Regions from separate parts of the Mus musculus genome. Here all the other regions are linked to region 1. Evidence: chromatin contacts called from public promoter capture Hi-C data. All regions are on one chromosome and are shown on one strand. The core of a region is the stretch at or near the end of the contact, and the rest is flanking DNA. Distances in the headings are between cores, read along the strand shown. Region 1 holds the start of Zfp281 (zinc finger protein 281). Region 2 holds the start of 2310009B15Rik (RIKEN cDNA 2310009B15 gene). Region 3 holds the start of Zbtb41 (zinc finger and BTB domain containing 41).

The links. Promoter capture Hi-C pulls out the DNA fragments that hold promoters and counts their contacts.
Region 2: a promoter capture Hi-C map of pre-B cells shows a contact between it and region 1, with 3 times the contacts expected there. The contact joins the promoter of 2310009B15Rik here to the promoter of Zfp281 in region 1. A contact is called at or near these places in 1 of 39 promoter capture datasets (pre-B cells), 1 of 115 datasets of contacts at active chromatin or transcription factors (embryonic limb bud) and 2 of 9 other capture datasets (adipose tissue and liver).
Region 3: a contact with region 1 is called in a promoter capture Hi-C map of pre-B cells, with 3 times the contacts expected there. The contact joins the promoter of Zbtb41 here to the promoter of Zfp281 in region 1. A contact is called at or near these places in 3 of 39 promoter capture datasets (the 3T3-L1 cell line, liver and pre-B cells).

The regions. Positions count from the first base shown.
Region 1 is chr1:136,623,433-136,627,898 of GRCm38.p6, reverse strand. It overlaps Zfp281 (zinc finger protein 281), which reads right to left and starts at 2,998. Exons shown (of 2, transcript NM_177643.4): 1 at 2,848-2,998; 2 at 1-2,627. The coding sequence starts at 2,613.
Region 2 is chr1:138,854,012-138,858,456 of GRCm38.p6, reverse strand. 2310009B15Rik (RIKEN cDNA 2310009B15 gene) reads left to right here and starts at 1,603. Exons shown (of 3, transcript NM_001081226.1): 1 at 1,603-1,876. The coding sequence starts at 1,640.
Region 3 is chr1:139,420,113-139,424,433 of GRCm38.p6, reverse strand. Zbtb41 (zinc finger and BTB domain containing 41) reads right to left here and starts at 2,051. Exons shown (of 11, transcript NM_172643.5): 1 at 2,011-2,051; 2 at 167-1,400. The coding sequence starts at 1,283.

The DNA.
Region 1 (4,466 bases), core at 1,749-4,248:
ATTTGTATACCCTGAGAAATCTGACACTGAAGTCCTTACTCTATGGTCCACTTCTCCATTAGAGTTAGTGATAAAGGTCATTGGCACCCTGCTGCCCGACTTAAACTGAGAACCGAATGCTTGTGCAAAGTTCTCAATCTGGTACGTTGTTCTAGGCTCTATGTCTTTCTGAGGATCAATCTGGCTAGCTAACTCCTGAGATGGAATCTGAAAGCTCGTTGAGGACTCTAAATTTTTCTGTTGTTCCTTCTGGCTAGTCAATTTCTGAGATGAGGACTGGAAGGCTGATGATGTCTCTAAGTTCTTCTGAGAATCTATCAGATCATCCAGCTCCTGGGAAGGTGTCAACTGCTGATGTGTAGCATCCAAAGCAGATAAATAAAGACCTGGTTGAGATCCAAACAACATCCCAAAAGGAGGCTTTGGCAACGAAGATGGCAGCACTGAGGTAACAGACTGGCCAAAACCACACTCCAAAGGAGATGTAGTGTATATCTGTTTTTCTGGAAACAAAGTGTGGTTGTGGAGAGGTGAAGACAAGCTGACAAATTGGAAACCGTGTCCAAGAGTAAAACCTGCATTAGTGGATTTTTCGAAAGCCTGTTGGAGGTATTTGGAGTATTCTTGCAACATGCTTGTTTTATCATTTGAAGGTGTTTGGGTGCCTGGGCTCAAATTTTCTTCTTGAACCAATTCAGAGTGTTCTCCTGAGGTGTGTAAATCCACTCGTGGTTCTGTTAAATTGAAAGGATCCTCCTTCTGTGTTTCTGATTTGCCAGAGTACTGATCCAAAATACTTTGTAAAACCTCATCAGGAATTCCAGACTTGTCGTGACAAGACTTAATTTCAGCATTTAGAGCTGAGGAGTCAATAAGTGACAATGGCGCCTCATTGTCCAAAACACTGACCCCTGCAGACTGAATGACTGACTGCTGGGAGACCATGTGTCCTACATTGATAGAAAAGGCACTGTTGCTGCTGGCAGTTGGTAGGTATCTTCTCTTCTTTGAAAACTGCATGGCATCATCATAATTACTACTTATCGGGCCTTGCTTGCCACTTGTACTTTGGAGAAGACTAATGGTCTCCACACTATTATTCGATACGATGCCAAGTGAGCCACCTGGCTTACCAGACAAGGATTTCTGCCCAACTACGTCTGGTAACGGTGACACAAAATTAAGGTAGCTTTTATCTGCATTCTTTCTGCTTCCTTTCTTAAAGATCAATTTTGGCACCCTTTTCTGCAGTTCATCTATTCCAGTGCCAATTATGCTCCCACTGGTAGACACAGTAGGCATTTCTACTGAATAACTCTGCATGTTTATATTGTTTGACATTTGTGATTCATTTGTTTTGCCAGTCTTGTGTTCCTTATTTTCAATAGCTATGCTTTTCGACTTCGACTTTCTCCTTGAGGAACTTGTATTTCCCTGAGACAACACAGCCAGGTTACCCATACTGTTATGGTTTGATGACCCAGGTTCTGCACTAGCGGCTCCTTTTGCTATGGCTTCACCACACGTGCGCCTGTGCTTCAACAATCTGTCAGTCCTTGAAAAATACTGTTGGCAAGTGTCACACTTGTATGGCTTTTCTCCACTATGTGTCCTCTTGTGTCTCTCCATATGGTACTTCTGAATAAACTTCATGCTGCACTGATCGCACCCAAAGGGTTTCTCTCTGCTGTGAATTTTCTCGTGTCTCTGCAGTAGGTATTTCTGGATGAAACCCATACTACACTGGCTGCACTGGAAAGGCCTTTCGCCCGTGTGGATGAGGACATGTCTCCGCAGGTGGTAGGAGCTCCTGAAAGCAGCACTACAGTGATCACAGATATGAGGTTTCTGACTTGGGGACAGGACGGCACCTTCTCCCTCTCCAACCAAAGGTTTGGAAGATGCACTTGGCTTCCTCTTGGCTTTGATTCCCTGAGATTCTGGCTTTGGCCTCTTTGCCTTTTTGACGTTAGCGTCCTGCTTTGGCTCCTGGTTGCCGTGCTCATCAGTCCTGCTACCGCTGCTCAGTAATACATCGCGGTGGTGCTGGGCCGGTTGCTGCTGGGCATGCTGGTGCAGAAGACTGAGGTCTTGGATGACGCCGTGGCTCCCCCCTTCCCCTCCTCCTAGGCCTGGTGATCGCTCTTCAGCCCCAGCGAACAGCCCCCCATAGTGGTGGTGGTGATGGTGGTGGTGGGACGGCTGCTCCTCGGGATCCGCAGGTTTCTCCTGCTTGATGCTCACCAAGGACTGCAAGAATCCCCAGGAGGTCCTCTGCGAAGGGAAGGCCGCGGCTGACGCCGCCGGCTCCTTCTTGAAAGTCATGTCCGGGGCTGGCGGAGGGGGGGGCTCAGCGGCCGGGGCTGCGGAGGTAGAGGAGGATAACACGCACTGCGGGGGAGGGGCGGCCGTCCCCGCCGGCCGGGTGAAGCTGGTGACCGGGGGAAGCCGGTGGTTGAACATAACCATACTCTGGGGGAAGGTGGGCTCCATCTCTGCTCTCCTGCCGCCGCCGCTGCCGCCGCTGGCGCTGCCGGAGCTGCCGCCGGAGCCGCTACCACCGCTACTGCTGGGACCGCCGCCGCCGCTAAGGAACCCGCTGCCGATTTTCATACCCCGGAGGAGGCCTGGCTGCGGAGAGGAGGGAGAGGAGGGAAGAGGGGGAACGGCGGTAGGGCCGGGCCCCGGGCCGGGACCACCGCAGCGTTTGGGACCCGCCGCGCCGCCGCCCAGCCCGCACCGCGCCCGGCTCCCGTCCGCAGCCCCGCCGCCTCCGGCCCGGCGCGCTCGACCCCGCGGCCTTCTTGGCCGCTCCCGCGCCCGCCCCGGCCCGCCGGCCACACTTACGGGTTCCGCCGCCGCCGCAGCCGCCGTCGCCTCCAGTTAATAAAAATAACGCCGTCCTCTCCACAATGGAATTAAAAGCCTCCCCGCTTCTGCGCAGCCGCGGCGCGGTGTCTGCCGGGAAGTCCTCGACCGGACCAGAGGGGCGCTCGGCGAGCCCCGTGCGCCTGCGCCTCAGTTTCCGCCTGGCTAGCCTGTCAATCAAGCGGGCGGTTGGGCGGAGCTGCTGGGGGCTAGGTGGGAGGGGCGGGGACTTGGAGGCGGACAGCGGAGGGTCTTCCGCAGCGAGGGGACGTGATTGGTGGCCCTGCTGAGGGGCAGACAGTGGCTGAGGGTTTCTAGGGAGAAGGCGCTCCGGAGGTGGAGCCCAAGGGGCGGGAAGTCCGGGGACGCCAGGAGAGCGTGTTGCAGCGTGGCGTGGGAGCTGCAGAGGAAGGGGTTAGGGAAGGTGGAGACACTGAAAACTGAACATTGGCATTTGGTTCACTTTAGTGTTTGCAATCCAAGTATTGAATCAAAATCAAACAGAGAATAGGATTCCTTAAGGTACTTGTGATTCTGCCTGAAAGCTTTAAACTCGTAACGGTATTGATTACAGATAGCTTTTACTCCTTTTCAGAATGGAGACAGCAATAACGCTTGTCTTTGCCTTTATTGAAGGAGCCTTTGAGACTGCCATAGAGGAGGGACCGCTGCAGAAAATTGTCTCAGTGCCAGCCTACCTGAAGGCTACGCAAAGGGAAACCACGTGTAATCCCAGGTGCAGCTGTCCTGTAAAACACGCCCACACACACTTCATCATCAGATGGTATTTAAATGCCACGTACTTTCTCAGTTGTCTGAATTTGCTTATTACGTTGAATACTAACTAGCCTCAAATACTGGCCATCGTTCTTGTTTAAAATCTCTGTTAGGATACATACCCCACTCTCCCAACCCCTCCAGTATAGAATACCTAGAAACTTGAAAAGTTGTTCCTTATTCAGTTGGGGGAAATTAGATAAAATCTTGAAATTAAAAGTTCTATCGACAAAACCAAATAGATATTAATTTAGTGCCTAATAATGTATAAAAGGCATTCACAGCGAGCATGCAAAAATCTAAACCAGCAACTTTCCTAGGTGTATTTATACACCACAGACTTTTTAATAAAAAGACCTGGAGAACAGTTATTTACATAGTGTGTTTTCTTAAAGAAATCACACGTCCATATTCTCATAGTGTTTCTCGAGATGACTTCTTGTAATAACTTCCTTGAGAAATTTTGCAATTAAAGCCATAGCGGTGTATTGTTTACCAACACAGGCCTCTCTGAGCCTGCCCAGAAACCTTAAAACTGTATTTTATGAATAGTTTCATGAGGCATTGTATCTTCCTAGCCCCATGGAACTACAGTTAAATTATTTCCTGAAACTACCAGGTATAGCTAAGCGTTGAACACTGAAAATTCAAAAACTTCAGACAGTAATAAAATATTAGTCAGTGCCAGTGAGAAATGAGGCTGTCCCTGTACTCAGGGTGTCCATGTTTAATGGTAAAGCTGGGCTGCACATAAGCCAGCCCAAGCATGAAGGGCAGTGGGACACTCATATGAAAGCCAACTTTGTTCTACAGTTATCAAG
Region 2 (4,445 bases), core at 354-2,853, 2.2 Mb before region 1:
TGTAAGAATGCAAGCAGTGGTATCATGTGACTAATACAAAGATCAGCCTGTGTGCCCAGAGGCATAGACTAACCAGGATGATTCTTTTTCTTAGACTGGGCTATAGCTGGAACTCAGTAGGTAGCTCAGGCTGGCCACAAACATAATCCTCATGTCTCCACCTCTGAAGCCCATAAATCTAATTTTGTGGTGTTGGTTGGGGGCGAACAGGAACATGACCTATGCTTAAATTCTCAAGTTTAATGATAATCATGTTGGGTGAATTTAACTTTGGTCCCATCTTTCCAGATTTCCTTAAAGTCCCTCAGAACATCAGGTAGTCTTCAAATGGCAAATATACTACTCCAATGTAAAGGAACATTTAAACACAGGATTCAAATTTATTAATTCACTGAGTTTTACAATATACCAATAGAGTTGTTTCCATCTGTGATTAAGGACATCAAATCGGGGGCTGGACAGATGGCTTAGTGGTTAAGAGCACTTCTAGAGGTGCTGAGTTCAATTCCCAGCAACCACGTGGTGGCTCACAACCATCTAAAATGGAACCCAGTGCCCTCTTGTGGTGTGTCTGAAGAGAACAACAGTGTACTCACATACATAAAATAAATAAATACATAAATCTTAAAAAAAAAAAAAACAGGGCTGGTGAGATGGCTCAGTGGGTAAGAGCACCCGACTGCTCTTCCGAAGGTCCAGAGTTCAAATCCCAGCAACCACATGGTGGCTCACAACCATCCGTAACAAGATCTGACTCCCTCTTCTGGTGTGTCTGAAGACAGCTACAGTGTACTTACATAAAATAATAAATAAATCTTTAAAAAAAAAAAAAAAACAACAACCCAAAACCATCAAATTGTGGTTTCGGAGTTGCAGGGTAAATCAGTGTAAAAAGGAATTGAATTGTCTTTGGTGGCTTTGACAACTTTCTCCTGTCCAACTAACCCACTCTTGCTAAGGATTCACTCCTGCCAATAGCTCTTTACACCAAAGAGCACTAACTACTCAATAACACTGCCTACTCTTGAAATTCAGGCTATGGCATCCAAGGCTGGGGGTGCTGTTAATTTAATGAACACATAAAATTGTTTCTTGGGATCGTGCTAATTTCCCTAAATTTTGTAGGAGTATGGGTGTCACTTTCTCAGACAGGATTTTAGGTTTGGTTTTGTGAAAACTTCACTACACTCTTTGTGTGAGACTTTTCCTTGATTTTCATTCTAGAGTGAGCCAATGAACCATATCACCAAGCTTGTGATTCCAGCTTCATTCCTGTCACACATGACCAGCAAATACGCAGCCTTTTCTATATGGGCTGAAGGTGCTTTCCTTCTTATTATTTTTTTAAACAAGTATGATTATGCAGAATACGATCTAGCTTGATAGGAAATGAAAATGCTCGTCCTTTATCTGAGAAAAAAATAGTAGCGACTTTAAGAGTAAAGAAGGCACCTTCTTCCAGTCTTCATATGCATAATTTTCTTTGCAGAGGACCCAGATGGAGGGAGCTGAAGACTGAGAGGCAGCCCAGTCTACACTGAACAGTGCTCCGCCTCCCCTCTTCGCCCCGCCCCTAGACCGACCCCGCCTCCCCTGCCCACGCCCCACCTCCGGCCCCGCCTCCCACCGCGCCGGCGCCATGGCCGCCCAGGGGATCTGGACGCTGGCGAGGGTATCGCTTGGGAGGCCACCGCCTCGGGCCGAAGGTTTCCGACAGCAGCTCAACTCAACCCTCGGTTCGACTTCCGAAGGAGCCCGCGGCGGCTCCGCGGCCGACTCGTGGGGAACGCCCGAAGGAGAACCAAGGCATCCAGCGAGCCGAGAGTTAACTGCAGCGGAGAGGCACATCGTCGAGCTGCACCGGGCCGCCTGCGCGGTGAGGCCCGCTCCAGCCTGCCCCGCGCGCGGCCTCTGCGCCTGCGCGCGCCCGGCCACCCGACCCCGAGGCGGCCCGGCCGGGAGGTGTTGGACCTCCGGCCTGGGGCGGGTCGGCCTGGGGCGTCCGCTCAGAGGGTCCTGCGAGAAACCCGGTCGCACTTTTGCGTTCCGGACAGAGAGGTGTCTGCCCTGAGATGGGAGGCTCGCGAGGCTCGGTTTTTGATCTGCGTCCCAGCTAAAGGCTTGTCTCGGTTTGTGTGTGTGCGCGCCCTCCAGCGTGTGAGTGTGTTGTGTGGGGGAAATGGGTGCTGAGGAACTGAGGGTAGGACTGAGCTCTTACAGGGAACGTATGTAGTACAGACATGTTGCCTGTGCGTGATAACTCGAGCAGCCTGCCATCCAGTGACTTTAGTAATGCAAACATAAGACAGACGCTTTACATTTTTGCCCCGTGTCCTCTCATCCTTTGCCTCCAGTCCAAGTGAGCGAAAGAAATTATAATCAGGCAAGTTTGCATTTTTCCTTAGGCATTCTTAAATCACCTTTTCTTCTGGTTTATGGATTTGACAATTGCTTGTCACCACCAATATCTAACCTTATCTCCCTTCAGTTTCCTGACACTTTAGAATACAATAGTTTGAAGATAGCATTATTTATATTTTAAGTTTTATAATGATGTAAGAGTGACTTGTAATAAATCTGTGTATTAAGCTCTGTGTTTGGCTAGTACTTGATAAGACCACTTATTTGGTTTGGCTTGAGACACAGGCAGAGGCAAACCTTGAACGTTTCCTAAAGTTGACACTCAGCCTTGGGAGTAGTATGTCCCAAAAATCCACTGTCTAACCCCTTCATGTGTTGCAAGTGAATAAAGATTTATCGAAAAATTATTGACAGCCTTTGACCGTTCTTGCTTGTGCTCTTATTTTAAGTATAACAAACACATGCAGTTTGTTTCCACAAGTCACCATACAAATATGGTTTGTAAAACCCAGAAGTCTTATCATTTTTCAAGGCAAACAACAGTGGCCTGTATAGATTGGTTCGATCAACATAGCAAAAGGAAGGCAAGTATTTGCACCGGGGAACCCACAACCTTTTCATCAGTGGGGTTTCACAGGTCATGTGACTGTCCAGGAGACCAGAAGCAAACCCAAAAACATGCTTGGTATATATAGCTCCCAAATGACAGTATTTTTCCATGCCTCAAGGGAGATAGCGCCTTATCGTGCTCCCATTCCTGCACTGGCTATCTTGCTTTCCATAGACATCTTGCTCTCCAGTCAAAGCGTCAGCAAACTTGCCTCATCTTCGTTGCCATCTTTATCCAAGGCTCATTTAGTGAGAAGAAATTGTGTGTAGGCAGTCAGCAAACTTAGAGGTACGCCATCCACATGTAGAGCAACCTGCTAAGCTTCCGGATCGCCAGATAATTGTCTCCAGAAAACATCCAGAAGCTAAGCGAAGACTATAAAGGCTTTGCAGTGTTTCGTTTATTTGCCTTCCAGGTCGTCAAGCATGAGCTTTGTGGGAGGAGAAAGAGAAAAAAGGAAATGAGGTTCTGACAGTGGGTCATTCTAAAGTAGTGTTGGGTGCATCTGGTGCCACATGGCCTTGGGATTTGAGAGCAGCATTGGGACTTGCTAGTTTCTTAACTGCCCTGATCTATTTGTGCAGCAATGCCTGAGAGTGAACCCAGACTTGAACTAAAATATAAGTTGACCTGAATGTCAACCATAATGAGTGACATCATTAAGTATAACGCTGGATAGCTGAAGTTCTTGATGACCAAATGGAAACTGTTTGCCAGAGGCCGCAAAACTGGTACATGCCTTGCATCCCAACACTAAAGCAGACAGGTTGGTTGTGAGCTTGAGGCCAGCCTGATCTACAAATCTGTGGGCCAGGCAAGGTCATATAGTTAGAGCATCAGCGAGAGAAAGAGCAAGGGAGAGAGAGGGGGATATGCATGTCAGAAGACCTGCTGCCTTCATGCATATTTTAATGAAAGTCTATAGGCAGGAGTGATACACTGAGTTTCTAATGGTCAAAGTGCTATATAAAAACCCACTGGGAAGTTCCCCTATAAAATCTGGAGGCTAAGAAACATCATTAATGTGATATACGTCCGAGGGAGGAGTTACAATTTGCCTTTCCCTGCACACACTGTGCTTTGGGGGATTTATTTTTTTAAATCATAATTGCATATAAGTGGGAAATGCATCCCTGAAGTTTGAAGTGGTATCCTGGAAGTTGCTGTTGATCAAGCTTATTAAGCCAGTGAGTGTTAATGTGGCAAAACAATACCTTCTCAGTCAAGACTAGATCTACCAAAACTGGCGAGGGAGAGGACAAGAAAACCGTGGACCTTGCAGGGCAGTAACACATCGGGAAGGTCTAGAAAATATTCAATAACAGCAAAGGCAATGCTTCTCTGTGAGGCCTGTTTGGCTTTGATTAGCACCTTTTCTGTGAGTTTAAATCATTATCCACATATTGTAAGCACTGAAATTGTAACTGCCGCTTCTGAGTGCAGTTCATTTCCAGCCTCTTAAGCTCTTAAAGTC
Region 3 (4,321 bases), core at 802-3,301, 2.8 Mb before region 1:
AACAAATTTAAAATAACAAGGTAAACTATGTGCCGAAAATCAGAGCATGTTCCCTTCAGAACTCTTCTTAAACATTCCTTCCAAAGTTTAGTTTGTAGTGATTACCACTGTTGTAGGAGAGGCACAAGGGGTAAGTGACTAGGGCTAGGAAAGGGGTTAGCCTTACCTATCCGGTCAAATGTCTTATCACATTTGGGACACTGCAGGATTTTCTTATTGCTGTTCTGAATGATGACGGGAGCTAACCCTTCATGGATGCTCCCGGCAGAGTCGCCAGCCTCAGGTTCCTCTTCTGCATCATTATCTTTGTCACTCTGCTCCGTGTCAGAGTCTTCATCGGACACTTCCTCCTCCAGCTCTTCGTCTTCGGCATTATATTCACTGCCAGGGTCCTCAGAATCATTTCTATCTGACCTCTCCTTCTCAGAACTTTCTTGATGCAAATTGTCTGACCCATCCCCACTCTCCTGTTCATCGTCGCTGGTATCCTCAAACTTGACAGGGCACTTCCGATTCCTCTTTGACCTCCGGGTAGAAAAACTTCTCTCCAGCATTTTTAACCCATGTTTTTTCCCAAGGAGCAGAGACCTGTGAGTTTTGGCTAAATGATTCTCTAAGGACTTTTTATAGCAGAAATGCCTACTACAAAATTTGCACTGATGACTACTCGACAGTCTTCCAGTTAGCTCATTTAGTGTTTCTTCTGGTGACGACTTTTCAGTCAGTTCGGCCTGAAAGGCAGCAACATTCTCATTATTCAGCAGCTTTACCGCATCGATGATGTCCAAAAATTTTGCAGCCTCTAACACAAGAGGTATTTCGTATTTGTACACAAAAAACTCCGATGTGTAGAGGAACTCAAGCAAATGCTGAAAAACCGAATGCGTTACGTGATCCAGGGTGACAACATCAGTGCTTGGATTTTTGCTCAGACACGCATGAAAATAACTACTGCCGACAGCAACGACCACTTTATGCGCACTAAACTCTTTCCCTTCCACTATGATAAGTAAATCGCAGAAAGACGGTTGCTTCTGCCTATCATCGTTCAAATACTTCAGCAAATTCTTATTATACTGCAAAGAACTCAAAAGCTTTCTCTGATCTGGAGAGGGAGGCAGTTCTTGGCAACGCTGGGCAGCTTCGGGGGTTGGTCTTTCTGGAGCCTGAGTATAGGTCACTTGGCCACACTCCACAGCAGCATTTTCTTCCGAAGAGTCTTTATGATAGCCTAGATGGATCTTCTCGTCAAGATTTGAAGTAACCTTTCTCCTTTTCTTCATTGCAATGCGGCAATTTTTGAACAAGAAACTTCATACGTGACTTAGGCGATTGATGAAACAAAACTAGATTGTCTTGAACAACAGCTTCTGAAGGGGCGTGCCCCACCGTTTCATGGTCTGCAAAAAGAGTGAGAATCAGGTAAGAGCTCCACCGCATAGCCATCTTAAATAACCCAAAGGTGTTGTCAACTAGTCTTTCCTACATTGTAACTAGATTACAAAGTCGACAGTGCATTCACTCCCAGCTAAGATTTTCTTTTTTTTTAGGGCAGGGAACCAGGAGAGCTGGGCTGGGAAAGACAATCCAACAAAAGAATAGTGTGAAGTGAAGGCACAGCACACCTTCCAGGCCTGATTCACGAATAAGGTGGAGAGAACACAACCCAGAGAGCACCATCCCGCCGAGACCGCAAACAAGGCAGACTGGCCGGCCGGGACCGCAGTCCCGATTTGGGTGCTGGGACCTTGACAATAAGGCCAGCGCGGCCACGAAACGCAAGTCTCCATTAGCATGCTTTCCCCGGGCGAGCGCGGCATGGCTCCTGAGCGACAGACCTTCCGAAATCCACTAGGCACGGCGGCCCCAGGAGGGGAGCAGAGTGGGGTCAGCACGGGCGACGACTGCAGGAAGCCGAGTCTTCCCAGGCCGGGGTTGGCGGGGACCCGCGCTCGCCCGTGACCCTTCCCTCCCAGGCTGCCCGGGGCAAGCGTCCCACAGGCCCATTACCGGGAAGCCCGGGCTCCCGCGCCGGCTCGGGGCCGCCCAGCTCCGATCCCCGCGCGCTCGCGCCCGCGCCCACCCACTTCCGGGTCCGGCCCCCCACCTCAGCCACCTCGGCGGCGCTCCTTCCCCTCGCGGAGTCCCGCCGCCGCCGCCGCTCGCCAGGCAGGCACGTCAGGCCCGCGCAGCCGCCCAGCCGCCGCGAGAAGCCGGGGAGCCCCGGCATCCGCCCGAGCGCATGCGCGCGCCTCCAGCCCTGCGCATGCTCCGTGAGCTTTCTTTCCTGCCCTGGGTGCCCTACCGAGGTCCCAGGTCCGTTATACCCGCTTTTCGTGGCCACTTAAGGGCCCTCGTTAACTGAACCAGAAAAACTTGGCTGCGGGAGGGGAAGATAGCTGTGATGAGGGGTTAGGGGGAATTGGCGCCACGACAACTGGTGTGTTTCCAGTGTGTCACCAAACAGCGACCTCCTCCGGAAACCTGCCAGTTTCCAGTCCACAGTGGCAAACACCCAAAGTGCTGGCTGGAAGTAGTTGTATGGCTTTCCGACTTACATGTGCGTAAAATGTAAGCACACCTAAAATTGTGGGGTTTGTTTTTATTACCTTGCTATGAACAGAAGATGTGCATGTAAGATGTGAAGCTGAGAAAAGGACAACCAAACCTCTACGGGACTTAGAGCCTCAGAGCCCCTGCCTAACGTGTTGCATCTCCGACAGAATGCCCAGTGGCCCGATATTGCCCGTCTGGCGATGAAGGTTCTAGAGTTTGTTTGTACAAACCTAAGGAAAAAAACTGATACAAAGGCCGTGACCAAAAAGAAATCAATACACACACCTTCCCTTTTACCTGTAACTCCACTCTCTTCATAACTCTGAATCTGAAAAGGTTACCCTCTCATTAGCAAATACGAGCAAGTGCATACCCAGGAGGAGGAGAAGTTGAGGGAGCGTGTGGGGGACTTTTGGGATGGCATTGGAAATGTAAATGAAATAAATACCTAATTAAAAAAGAAGAAGAATGTACACCCAGAATAGTATAAGGAAAGCTAATGAAAATGATAAAATACTCAGAGCTATAGATTATAAAGTAGAAAATGTTTGAAAAGACAAGCCCATAGATATTAATTTTGTGTGTGTGTGGGGGGGGGTGCAGTGTTATCATCCATCGTCTGGCTCCTACCACCAAGTCTTTCCAGCTGTTGTCATGTGTCAGTGTTCTAAGTTACATGGGACAATCAAAGAAATGGGGTCACTTCCGGGCGAAATATGGCATTGCAGGCAGCAAAGAGGAACGGCCTCAATGAGCTGAACCTCGGACAGCTGTTCAAATGCTGTTTGGGGAGGGGGATAAAGCAAGCCCCTCATACAAAGGCCTGTGGTCTAAGCTAGATGTTTCATGAAGGAGAACACCACACCACTGCAACTTTAGCCTTCACTGTGTACTGTTTGTAGTACTCAATAATGTAAGACATTCCAGGTCTGCCAGGGCAGTCTTGTGACCAAAGTCGGGCAAAGGATGGAAAGCTCCTTCAGGAAAAAAAAAAAAAAAAGACTCTATAGAAAAAAAAATCACCATTTCTACAATGATTTCTTCAAGGTCAAGGTACTTCTAAAAACCATCTATTCATTCTGGTGTTTCCCCTAGGTCCAGTGAAAAAACAGCAATTTTCATTCAAATGTTTACCTTAGATATAATGATTCTACCAAACACACCACAGTCATGTTGGTCCAACAAAGATGAACTCAATCTCTTTGGAACTATAATAAATCCTCTCTACTACGTTTCATCTGTCAAGCATTCTATCTAAATACCAGAAAAGAAACTGATACACCATATAATATGGTTTCTTGTCTATCTCACTCATCAGACAAAAATCATATAGGACAAGTTGTATTAATCTCTTACACTGCTGTATTTTAATAACTAGTAAAATACCCAGAGACTTCATTGTGATACTCAATATCCCAATGAAGACAACAGATGTAGATTACACACTTACATAAATCAACTTGCCCCATATGGAACTGTCAAATAGATGATACAAGGCCTATGCCTGTCAGTGAGGAGCACAACTATTCCTCACCTGTTTGGATACTATCACAGTCCTCTTAGAAGAAATGCCATGCAACACAAACAATGACTGAAGTCCTCATAAATAGCCTTAACCCAATTCAGTATTCTATGTTGCACCAAGAGATAATCGATGTAGTCTTTTCACAACCACTGAAGTGAAGAACAGGGCTGATAACAACCAGGTACAATGGTACTTGCAACTGCCATACAACCCCATTATAATCAGATTAGTTTTAAAAGT